Linked DNA regions of Columba livia: region 1 is linked to region 2. A link is a contact called in public Hi-C data. All regions are on one chromosome and are shown on one strand. The core of a region is the stretch at or near the end of the contact, and the rest is flanking DNA. Distances in the headings are between cores, read along the strand shown. Region 1 overlaps RTF2 (replication termination factor 2). Region 2 overlaps LOC110356708 (a long non-coding RNA gene).

The links. Hi-C and Micro-C count contacts between places; a contact is called where the count stands out from the background.
Region 1: a contact with region 2 is called in a Hi-C map of crop, with 3 times the contacts expected there. The contact joins two enhancer-like sites. A contact is called at or near these places in 2 of 2 Hi-C or Micro-C datasets (crop and liver).

The regions. Positions count from the first base shown.
Region 1 is chr16:11,144,135-11,149,899 of bColLiv1.pat.W.v2, forward strand. RTF2 (replication termination factor 2) reads right to left here. Exons shown (of 9, transcript XM_065032466.1): 7 at 4,663-4,717; 8 at 4,495-4,587; 9 at 696-3,225. The coding sequence ends at 3,044. Among named protein-coding and RNA genes, the nearest start is that of RTF2, 23 kb to the right of the region's middle. Within about 2 kb of position 2,072, at least 1 of the 3 cell types and tissues checked has an H3K27ac peak away from gene starts, as active enhancers do.
Region 2 is chr16:10,817,206-10,823,886 of bColLiv1.pat.W.v2, forward strand. The region is part of intron 3 of LOC110356708 (a long non-coding RNA gene); the gene reads right to left. Among named protein-coding and RNA genes, the nearest start is that of BMP7, 11 kb to the right of the region's middle. Within about 2 kb of position 2,141, at least 1 of the 3 cell types and tissues checked has an H3K27ac peak away from gene starts, as active enhancers do.

The sequences.
Region 1 (5,765 bases), core at 822-3,321, 330 kb after region 2:
GTGGAACCTGCGGGCCAGATACGCACAAAAAGATGCCGCTATTATACAACTGACACTAACTGGGTCCTTTTTAGGCTCTTCAGAAGAGAGGCCAGGGCTTGAACATCATGGAAACAGAACTAACTGCTGCGTGAACTCCCCAGAACAGAGACACATGGATACAAGACTAATGCAGCATCTCAAAAAAACGCAGCTTTCAGATTCTAAGACTCTCGCAGTCTTCAACTTTCACCAACATTCAAATTCACCTATGTTAAAAGAAAATTAAATTGCCCTCCCCCACAAAAAGCAAACCACAACAAAGCAAACATCCTCCAGCAAACTATTCGCTTGAATGTATTAAAACTTGCCAAGTCAACGTTCCAGCCCCAACTGCCTAACCCAGCCTGCCAACAACACAAGTGGCCGCTTTTTTGCTCCTCTATTTTACATTAACAAAAGTCAATTGTGGCGATGAATTGCATCACATGCCAACAATATATCACATTCCTTCACAGCTGTTTTTTGTAAAGGGAAGGAAAAGACCTCATCAGTCACTGACAACATTTCTATAAACCATAAACATTTCAAGAATTCTCTCCACAGAGGGAGGATGGTAAACTACCAAACAAAATCCTAACAAAGTGCCATAGCGCAAACTATCAATTCCAGAAAATAAACCCAAGTGTGTACGAAGAAACAGCACATTAACCAAATCACGGTAATCATGAACTTATTTTAATAAATGAGCAGGTTAAACTGAAAAAATAAGTCACTATTATGCCCTAATGAGCAAGAACGCTTGTTACCAAGTCAGCAGGCTGGACTTGGCCCAATATATTATCAAGAAAAGGGAAGAAAAACTGCGTATTATGTTTTCTTATATTCTTTAGCAAAGTAATAGCTAAATCAAAAGCATTAATTCCCCTTAGGATTTATAACTGATTTAAAGAGAACAGCGCACTCCTATAAAACACTAATAGGGCTTTAACATCTATTGTCAAAAGAGAATTAGACCGCAAATAAAGGGCCTACTATAGTCTATCTTTTAGTGCAGTAATTTCATTATCTGTAACTAACAAATAATAAAGGTTAATAATGAAAAGAACACAGAACAGGGAGAACAAAGGTGATTACTAGACGTGCATATAAAATGTGGCTGAGCGCTTCCTGGAAGCTCAAGTAAACCTCAAACTGTTTGATGTGCTGTGTATACGCATTCGCATCTGTGGGAAACAAAAATGCTTACCACTATATAAATTCCACAACAAGCCAATTTTTAATTATACCTATCAAAATAGCAATAAAATCCTAGTAGTTTCATTCAACATGTTTGAAACACGGAGACCACCTACGCAAATATAAACACAGCATTTGAATCTCCAGTTAACTATTGGCAATTATAAACGGGGACACTTTTAAAAATAAATTATGAGGATAATTAATCATTTTCACACACAAAAGTAACAATGTAACATCATGCAGTGGTTTTAAAAGCCTCCTACTTTCTGCATTTCTATTCTGGTTAGTTTGTGCCAGGATCATAAAAGCATATTTTAATTTTAAAAGATGAAGAAAGGAAGGTGAAAAGCTTCCATCTCTCCCTCTAGTTATTTCATGTAGGTATTATTGGATTCAAATATTCAGCCACTAAATCCTTGCTATGGAACATTAACATTTTAAAAGGATTCCTGTGCTTGGAAAAAAGCTAATAATAAAAGGGCCAAAGGAAAGCCCATAAAAGGTTATTCTGTTCTAATGCTGACAAATTAAGCACATGTGTAACTATTCAATTGAAGTGTTATGGCCATAAGACAAAAGCAAGTTCTATCTAAATCAACATCGCGGGGATAAAACTGAGCGACATACTATGCTTAGCATCTTTCTGTAACAAGCAACTAACAGTCAAAAAGTTGTTTGCTGTTAAGAATTTTATGTCAGAAAATAAAACAATGTGTACTAGAGATGTTGTGAAAGCAGCACATTTCAGCAGCCTGAGAAGCGAAAGAGAAACGTCCTGGGCAGCTCATTCCAGCCCTGGGGGTTCCCTCCATCGGCCACCAGGGCTTTGACTCGCCTGACGCTGCTGCCCCGTCGTTTCTCCCCAAAAAGCCAGTGCAGATCCGCCTCCTCCTCTTCTGTCACCACCCGGGTTTCTCTCACCCTGTGTAAACGCTTCTATGTTCGTGGTAAGCTGCTGAATTCAAACCAGCAAATTGCTCCTCAGAGATGTACACAGAATCTTATTGTTTCAGCAGAGAAGGAAACTCATACTTTGCTCCCACTGTATTCTGATCCTCTGACAAAAGAAAGCAAGCTCAGACCTGATACTTCTAACTTTAAGACCCACACCCACAAAGAAACCCCCCAAAACCTTCTGGGGAAAAAAAATAGCCTATTACAGGCTCGTCTTTATAGATAATGACTTACAAGTGAATACCCTGTTATCAAAAACAGGCTACAACAGTAAGTACAATAAGAATGTTGTACAGATGCTTTCAAGATTATGCTTTCATATATTCCATCAAAAGGCAGATTACTTGAAAACACCTACAGAACCTTTAAGAAACAAACTAGTTCTACTGAGGGCCCAGTTAGCTGGTCCAAATGACAAGCGTTATTGCTCTTTTGACTGTCAGAAAGTTTCAAAAGGTTTAAATTTCTCTACTAATATGTTGAACGCTATAATTACAGTTGTGGCTCAGCTCAGCAGCAGAGGACAGGAGGCAGATCCTGCTGCCCTCACTCGTACTACTGAGGACACCAACTCGTGTGATGAAGAATGACAGCATCCAACCAGGAGGAGAAAAGAGACATTTTTGTGCAAATAATCCATCATTTTAGAAAGAGGTTTGTTGATACAACATGGCTTCTAACACTCTATTTCTTATTTAACAGAAGTTGCAACTAACAAGTTCATTAGCTATTCACAAGTTTATAAACAACTTGCAAACGGAATAATAACAGATAATATCAGATTACAAGAAAAGTTCTGTATCAGAGTAGTCCAGAGAAAGCCTCGGGGAAGGAAAGCAGTAATGTTAGGATCGGGCTCATCATTGTTTCAGAAGCAATATGCTGTGTGAGTAACCCAATTGGAACACTCTTCCTTCGAACGTTTTGCGGAGCTGTGTGATGTAAAAATAGATTTGTATGCTTCAGATTTCTCCTCGCTGTCCGCAATAGATCTCTTGGTGGTAGAAGAAGCCTTATTGACTTTTCCTGGTACGGATGAATTTCCATTATCTGCTAGAGAAAAAGGAATAGAGTGAAGCGTGCAATAACAGCTTAAAATTGATAAAAATATTTAAATAAGGATGGATAAAAGCATTTAAAAATAACACGTACAGCAATTAAGTGTATTTTTTCAGGGCTATCACAAATACATCCCATAATTGCACTGAATAGCAAACATGTTCCTAACAGCAAACACGTCCTTAGCTTTTAGAATTTATGCTCAAAATGAATTTAGAAATCTTGGAGAGAGAGGAATTCTTTCCTGTTTGTGTAAAGCCTTGCACTGTAATTCAGCATTGACAACATTTATTTCTCTGAGTGAAAACTGGCTCTGAACTCCAGTCTCAAGAAAGAAACATGAAAGTATTCCACCACCCCGAAGTATTGTTTGGAAATTAGCTATCAAATGACAAAAGCTAAACTTGTGACATACTGTCCCTGGGGAATCTATCTCCTCCCTTTATTCTTTGCAAAGTCATTTATGACCAATAACAATAGTCTGCATCATTTTCTATTTGGGTAGGAAAATGCCCATCCCTCTGTTTCCAACCCTCGCTTCTCTTTCTGAACAACTATTTAATCTTCTCCAAAGATGAAGCATGTGCCAAGTCTCTTGTGCAAAGAAATGAATGCACAGAAGTCTGCAGAAACTCTACATATTTAGTTTAACTTGGGCACAAAGGCACGTAAAGAGCTTGTAGGGAGCATGTCTGCAAAAGCACTTAATTGATTTCTGCATGGAGTCATAAGAATTGCATGTGCAATCCTAAATCAGCATAGATCAGATCCTTTTTATAGTTGGAGAATGCTGCTTTTAATGCCACTAATAGTTGCCTGGAAAGAATTACCAAAGGCTGGATTTGACAGAATGAATATGTATGCTGCAAGTCCAGAAACCTCAGGGCGCCGTGTTCACAAATTAACTCCTGTGCTACTGGCATTCCTCAGTCCATGGATTTCTTTTCTTTATTTTCCCTCTCTCCTCTTATTCTGTTGCTGGTTGATATAAAAGCTGCTAGAAACATAAATCAAGGACCTGCCATTTCAAAAGGCATTTTTTTCCTTTACACTCTTGGAAAAGAAAAATACAGCAAACATTATATTAGAATTACTAGGTTCCTAAACATCCAAGAGCAATTATAATCATCTGGACTGAAATATCTTTAAAAGTCTGTTCTTTATAAACGCAGGCAGTAGGGAGGAGGCAAGGCATTTCTGATGGAAATTCTCCCCGCTTCTCACACAGTTCATCATTTAACTATTCCCAGATTCACCAACCTGAACTTTTGGTGAAGATAATCTGCCTCTTCTCCCCAGAACTGGATTTGATACAATCCTTTCCACTCTTTGCCTTTGATGGACCTGGACAATCTGTGAAAGAAAAAATGAAATCATGAATCTGCTTCAGGCCTCAGAAGGTCCCACATCCCGTAGCTGTGACGTTACCTGCAGCGCTGTCCTGCTGAGAAGCTGATTCGGCTGCCTTACACTTCTTCGACTTCTGAAACAACACAAGCAGAAATCTGGTCATGTACTTAAAGGACACACAATTCCCAACTTGTATTTGATAGACACACAATCCCTTTTAGTACATTTTTATGTCTTACGCAATGGAACTCTTCTTTCCACAATATTGCTCCACATTTTTGGTATTATTTCTATACGGAAAAATAATAACCTTGGGAATCTTGAAGCCACCTTAAAGAAAATTGTGCAGGCCAAAACTGAACTGTCTGGATATGGTATTTTGGTTTGTATACTTTGTGGGGGGTAGTGCGTGTTATCATTAAAATAATCTGATAACTCCAAACGCACACAGCAGGACAGTAAATTACACAACATTACAGAGGACACAGTTAACTGTAATCAATATAGATATTTTTCAATAAAAACTTCAGCATAATCCCGCATCTCATATCCATTTAGTCCCCCCTGGGTAACTTTCAATAACCAGGCCCTTTGTTGCAGGATTGCTTGGGAAGAAAAGATACAAAGAGTCAATCTAAATTTCTTAACAGCATCTGTGGAACAGATTTTCCAAGTTAATTTATGTTTGTCCAGATTAAAAAAACACCAAAAAACCCAAAGAACAGCAACAAGAATCCCATTACAGGCTTTGATTATATAAATTCCAAGCTGAAAAAGAAAGATGTATTAAAACAGTCATCGGCATCACCAAAGCTGACTCTGTATACACTCAGAATGCTGTAGATATTTCCAGAAAGCTACACAAACTCAAAGAAAATAAATATATTGAAATGTGTTATAAAAATTAGGAGAATCCATGCTGCCGAGCACACGATTAATGCTTCAGGAGTAAAGCTGCCATAGCAGATGCTGGTGCAAAGCTCAGCCAGGAGGTGGCGGCAGAGGGTCACTGGTCCCAAACCCTCCAGTGTCCATGCAAAAAACCCTCTAACCTGAGGGACAGCGGCCACATTGTTCTTTTTCCCCATAGCACTGAATTCTGTGATTTTCAGAGCAGCAAGCGCTGCCTGCCGGTCAAAGGACAGTTTCAGTACATCCACCTTCAATATGCTGTGTTAGCA
Region 2 (6,681 bases), core at 891-3,390:
TCTATGAGCTAAAATGTTGGATAGAAACAGTGCTCTAGAAAAGATTGAACCCTGGGGCTTACTGCTAGGCAATGATGGATTTAATTAGCAGGGTGTGTCTGGAGGGAATGAAGGAGATTCTTCTCAGGACGTGCCTACGCTTGAAACTGTGTGGGTTTTGTGCATCTCTGTTAAATGATCTGAAAAATCTATTGTAAGATCAATGCACACATACCTCCCCACAATTCTGTCCCACACATAACATATTCTTACTTTGTCACTGCAGTTCTTCATGCAATAACAACAAACACTTTAAAAGTTCAGTTTAATTCCGCGTCTTGTTCAAACTCCTCTAGTGTTTTGTGCTGTTTCCCACATGTTCAGTTGTGAGGCCTTTCACACCTTTTTTGTTACAAATAGAATAAAAACTGACAGATTAGTGTGCAACTGAAACAAAAAATCCCCAGTGAAAATGCTAATGCTATGGTTTAGCCTCTGGTCAGCAGACTACATTAAACAGCACTTTTCCATTTATGCAACAGAAGATTTTGTTAGTCAATAAATCCATGCAATCTTAGAGGAAAGAATTAGTCTTACATAATTGGAGTTTTGTTTCAGGAAATGAATTTATACTAAGAGATTCAGTCTCTTAATTGAAAAGATTTAGTGTGTTTGCGTTCCACTTAACAGTTTTATTTGTTCCTTAATTTCCAGGAGTCCACACTAGGAAATAATTTAACAAAAATGCCAAGAGGAAAGGGATGTGCCTGCCAGGTTTGTGTGCAGACAAGAAACAGGGTCCCTTGAGCTATGCTACTGCTGGTGAATCAAAGACCTCAGAAAATCTCTGCAGATTTATATGTTAGTTCCTCTGTCTGTAAAATGGAAATTGAGCACTTTGTTATCTCACATAACTGCTGTTAGTGTTGGTATCCACAGAATGTGCAGTTGGTAAGTGCGCTACTAGTATTACGAATGTAACAAAATCAAAGAAAGCAGGATAAGATTTCATGGATGGGAAACACTGCCTTAACAAGAGCCTTTTTCAAACATCTTTCTCTCCTGACAAAAGATGAGGAAATTACTAGTAAATGCAGTAAATTGGATTACAGGAGAGAGGAAAAAAAAAAAGGAAAAAAAAAAAAAAAAGCTGCCATCTTTATACTCTGCCAAGAGAAAAAAACCAGCAATGAGCTGTACTAGGTACAAAAATGTTTGTATATTGAGAGTGATCCTGTATCAAGCTTGTGTCCCACTGTGGGAATTCCATTTGCAAAAGAACTGTAGGGATTGTTCTGCAAAGAGCATCGAATCCTATGGACCCACTGCCTTTCCCAGGAACTCTTGCTGCTTCGCTTACTCTTTCTGGCTGTGAAGTCTGAAAAGAGTTCACAGAGGAGCAAAAGGATCAGACTTCCCCTCTCACCTTTTGTTGCAGAAAAAGGGGTTGATCTAGTCCTCTAAAAACACTTCAGACTGAACTGGACCACAAACCAACCCATATTACACACAAAACATACACTCACAAAAACGCTACCTTCCTAACTCCTGCAATAAAAAGATTTAAAGCTGCTATTTACAACCAAATCCAACCAAATATCTGTAAGATCCAATACAAATGATACTGAAGCTATCATTTGCTATGACTTAGATAAGTATTCCATAGTTCTGATTTTAGCTTCCATTGAAAACTGATGTAAGGAACTGCCACCATATACACAGGCACATATTTCACCCAACCCACCACTACCAGCTCCAGGTCACACTGATTAACACTTTTCACATAAACACACTTTTTCTTATTTCAAATGTTAATGCCTGCTTAGTGCAAGGTGAAAGTCTATCCAACGATAGAATCCCTTAGGAGTGTTAATTAAACGGGACAATAATAATCCACTGGTGATTTATGACGAGGTGGATTACTAGACCATAGTGGTTGGTCTGATAGGCATTTATTGCCTACTTAACCATTTAAGTATAACAAAAAAAATCGTTGTGGTACAAAAGGTGATGAATGTGTCTGCTAAAACAGTCCATTAAGATGATTCATTAACATTACAAAGAGGTCTGCAGCCTCTGTGCCACTTGGAGCCTTTAAAAGTCTGGGAAAGTGAGAGGCATTACCATAGGAAATGCTTTATGCTAAATGTGCGCCGATAGAATCTAAAGTCCACTTTCTGCAGATAACATCGCTTCTTACATTTTGCACTACAAGGTCTAAGGATGCTTTGTACTTCTCAGCTCCCCAGCTAGGGAATGGATCCTCCTACCAGAGGAGTGCGGGAGGAGTAATAAAAGTCGCAATGTTCTGGCATAGGTTGGAGTCCTCGTCCGTCCCTTTGAACTGCTGTTCCTGGAATGCTGAACCACTGGTTACGCCACTGTGGAATGACATGGGAGTCATGAGTTATAGTCACAACAGCTACAACTTTATTAAATGCACAGCAAATAAAGCCAGTATAATGATCTTTTCAGGTCACATAACAGCAGATGCCTGCTGTGTAACAGCAAGGCGGTGCAGCAGCTACAACTGATACACGGAATAGCAGAAGGGTTCAACCAGCATGTAAATGGATCCAAAATAGCAAAATTAAGGCCTCAATATTTTCCTAACAAATTATTCCCTGAAATGTGGAACAAATGAAGCTTGATTCTTTATGGATTTATGTTACACCTCTTACACCTCCCTGCTGGAATAAGCCCAGCTATCCTCTATCACATCCCACTGCGATGCCTCCAGCCTCCTTTGCCCCTCCAGCCTCCCCAAAACACACAGTATCTCTTATTTTCTGGGGAGTACCCTAGCATGCCTTGGCCTCTTTCCCCTAGCCATCTCTTGACTTTTTTTCTTTTAATTTGGAAGGCAAATAAAGCAGTGGTTTTGCCAAAGAATATCATCAGAACAATGTGCAAATCAGTCGAATGGCTCACTGTTGTCAAACACAATGAATAATTGCTGGATTCTCCCTTGTTCCTCAGTGGGTGCACTAAAAAGGATTCCTTCCTCTGCGTAGGTGCTAATTCTTGCAAAACTGGTAAGGACATAGTATCTCTGAAACATCTATGTAACTTGTGACAAATGTGTCAGCATATTGAAAACTGGGTCAGATAAATAATAAGATTGTGTAAGTAGTTTCCCTAGGGAACCAGACTATGAGGTGTGATAAGATCTCCACTGACCAGAAGTCAGTCGAATCTTGTTTATGTATTTCATCTAAAATAGAGCATCACCCAGCGCTTCCTAAATTACAGGAAGTGTGAACAGCACCTGCTCAGACAACCTGCGTTAGCTCAAAACAAGCCAGACCAGGTTCTAGGAGCAGAACGAGAAACTAGCACCAGAGCCAATAAATTCTGCTTCTCAGTAGGTAATTAGTCTATTTTAATTCTCAGTAGGTGAATTAGCACAGCTATACCAAATCCTGGGCTGGAGATGACTTAGCTAGTTTTGCTGTCCCTGCATGGCATTCATTTCCTAGACATTTCAATTCTTCAGAAATGAATGTTAAAAGTGAAAAATTATGGATACTGAACCTATAAAGGGAATGGAGCTGAGAGGCACACATGACATCAAACAAAGCTACCCCCAATATTGCTCAATGTCATTTAACTGCTTGAGGAACTGGACAAGCCCCATTTAATGTCTGATGCAAAATATATTTCCATTTTATTCTTCTAGGAAAACAAGGCATTGACTGTATACATGTTCTGTAATAACGCTTTATTACAAGGCATGCTGCACTGGATTGATTTAATCTACAGTAATGGGATAACTGTTTTCAAGTAGGGCCATTAACCCAGTAATCAGTTTTCCCATAACCAGTTGCAGAAATGGTAAGTGTGTTTAAAATTAACCATTCTGATTAACGACCTGAGAGTGCTGAGGCAAGGGGAAAGCTGCCGTGTGCTCTGCACCTCTACACGCACCTTTAGATTCCCCTGGGACACTTGCAAGTCTCAGTTCTTAGTCAATGACACCCAAGGGTGCTCAGCCAGGTGTAAGACAGAGCAGGGAGGAGGGAATATAAAATAGTGGGAGGCTGGCAGGAGCACAGGCTAAACCAGAAAGAGACGCTGAACGTGTGTGTCCAGTGGAGCCTGATGAGATTCAGAGTGGGACTGGGAACAAGGATGAAAGGATTGAAAGACCCATGTTTGAAAAGCAAAGGAGAAGAATTTAAATTTCAACCCAATACATTTTCTGATTTTTCTCTCCTACATACTGAATTTAACTTAACTTCTGTATGAGCTGGGAGACATTATCAAGAGCTTTTTATATTTTACTCTACACATTCCTTACGAAGTTCCCCCAAATTTACACACACAGATTCTATCATCCCAGACCACACTTCACTTGTGATCTCTTCTTACACCTACAAAAATATTGAAGGTAAATGCCTCACATTTGTACAATACAGAGGTAGGTCTCAGCTCAGAGAAGATGGTTGGCAATTTTCAGACAAAGTATTTTTTGCCAAAGTATTTTTTGCTATCAGAAAAAGCCAACTTGCCCAAAATAAAATTTTAAAAGGTAATATATTGGATTTCATGGAAGTATAGTTAGGCAGGTTCAGATATTTCCATGAGAAAAATCTGTTCTGAATAAGAATGAAGCAGAAATGTGGATGTTACTTTATTCATTTCCAAAGTCAGAAAAATACCCAAATATATGATAGCACCCTACCAAAAGCAACAGCATAATTGTCTGGCTGTTCTCTATACAGCTAATTTACTTTGTTTAAAAAAAGAATAAATAAAATTCTCTAGACCAAAGAGAGATTGAGTGATGAAACAGCCTGGTGACGGAGTCCCACCTATGAAGTACAGGACTCCAGGCAGGCTCTTTTTCAACCCACTCCAGAGCCCAAACTTGAATCTGACCAAAATAATGTTGAAAACATTATGTCAGATGTCTGCTCCAAACCCCATAAAGCACTACTTGGACACGGCCCAAGTAAATACCCTAGTCACTGGATGTCGGTTATTCTGGGATGTCTCATTCTTTCTATTCATGTTTTGTTTTTTAAATCATTCTGTGACAAATCGAAAACAAATGTCAAAACCGTTAATTTTTTTACATACTAGTTTGTTTGTTTGTTTTTTTCTGGACAACTCTCAGCGCACCACCCTTAACTCTTCAATTGATTTTTTCCTCTTATAACTTGATCCAAGTTGCTAGCCTTTAGAAGAGTGAGACATTCAGCTCTCGCATAAGGAAAATCAGATTCATGCATCGTGTTGTCCTATACCACTGATTTTTAAAGGGTGCTTCACAAGCATTTGGGGCTCACAAGCTGCTTTTACAGTGACCCGAAAAGGTAAATAAGACAGATTGTTTTGATATGTCATAAAGAATTGGCTGTTGCCAAAGTCTGGAAATCAGAAAATTTTAAAGATCATTCCTTTATATCAATATATCTGTGTCCTACTGTTGTTAGCATGGGTTGAAAGCTTGCAATACGCTTTTATTTGCACAAGGACAAATAACTACTAACATTATTAAAATCTAAGACAATCACAAGATTGTTTGAAATACAGTAAGAATACTTTGGCTCAGGAGATTCATGTATAATCAGATTCATCACTTTCAAGAGAAAGCCATTTTACATCAGTCAAAGCTAATAAAAAGTTCATGTTGTTACTTTTTCCTTATATTTATAATAATGTAATCATATGAAACCTAGAAAAAAATTATCCTCTTGACACTGTTGTTCTTCATGATTAACAGTTAACATATCTCTAATATGACCCCTAAGCAGAAGAATTTCTAGTCAAAACATCAAATAAAATTCAGTTTACATGGCGTTAAACACAGTTAGAAATCCATTTGTTCCTTTATTCTGATAAATTAATTCCCATAAATGTCTGCAAATAGATTCAGAAAATGAGATGTTTTTTTCAGCCTGTCTACCTGGATTCCTCAATCAGAAAGTCTCTGAGGCAGCAAATTTTGGTCAGACACAGTTCATCTTTTTTCCAGAAATTTTCAGTAAAAACAAGCCTCAAATATGGATTTTTGAGGAACGGTGTGACAAAATGAATACTGTACCTTCGTGCTATCACATTACACAGTTACCATGTTTAATGCCAAAAGCTAGATCCACAGCACTCTGTACGATACTCACATGCGCGCAAATAAGAAAACATTGGTGAGTGCTGATGGAGCTCGGCTGTGCTGCCGGGAAAACAACCGTTTTCACAAAGGCCAGGTCAAGCCTCAGCTGCTCTTCCTCAGAACTGTCCTTTAACAGAAGCATTTTTCTCTCCCTAGCGCAACAACACAGCTCGCAGTAAAGAGACGAATTAGGTTCTGCATTTTATTAGCTCCCTTGATGTCCAAACTGCTCTTCCATATATACCAAATATAGCAAATGCTTAGCTTTTTGTTCTTGCCTCGAGGCTTAGAAACAACTTGTAAATCCTCTCGATTCATTTTACATCCCCATTCCTTCCATCAGACTTGCTAACAGTATCTTTCACAAAGATTCTTTTGTTTCTACTGGAATTCTCTTAAAGATTTCTTTGACATTTCTCTTTCTCTCAGTATCCTGTCACAGGGCACTACACCATCCTGCCCTTACCCAAATCCTTCCTTTTTCCAAGACACACCGAAACCTTCCATCGCACTTTTCTACAAGGGAAGAGTGTGGATATTATCCATTAAAAAAACCAAACCAAACCAAACCAAACCAAACCAAGCCG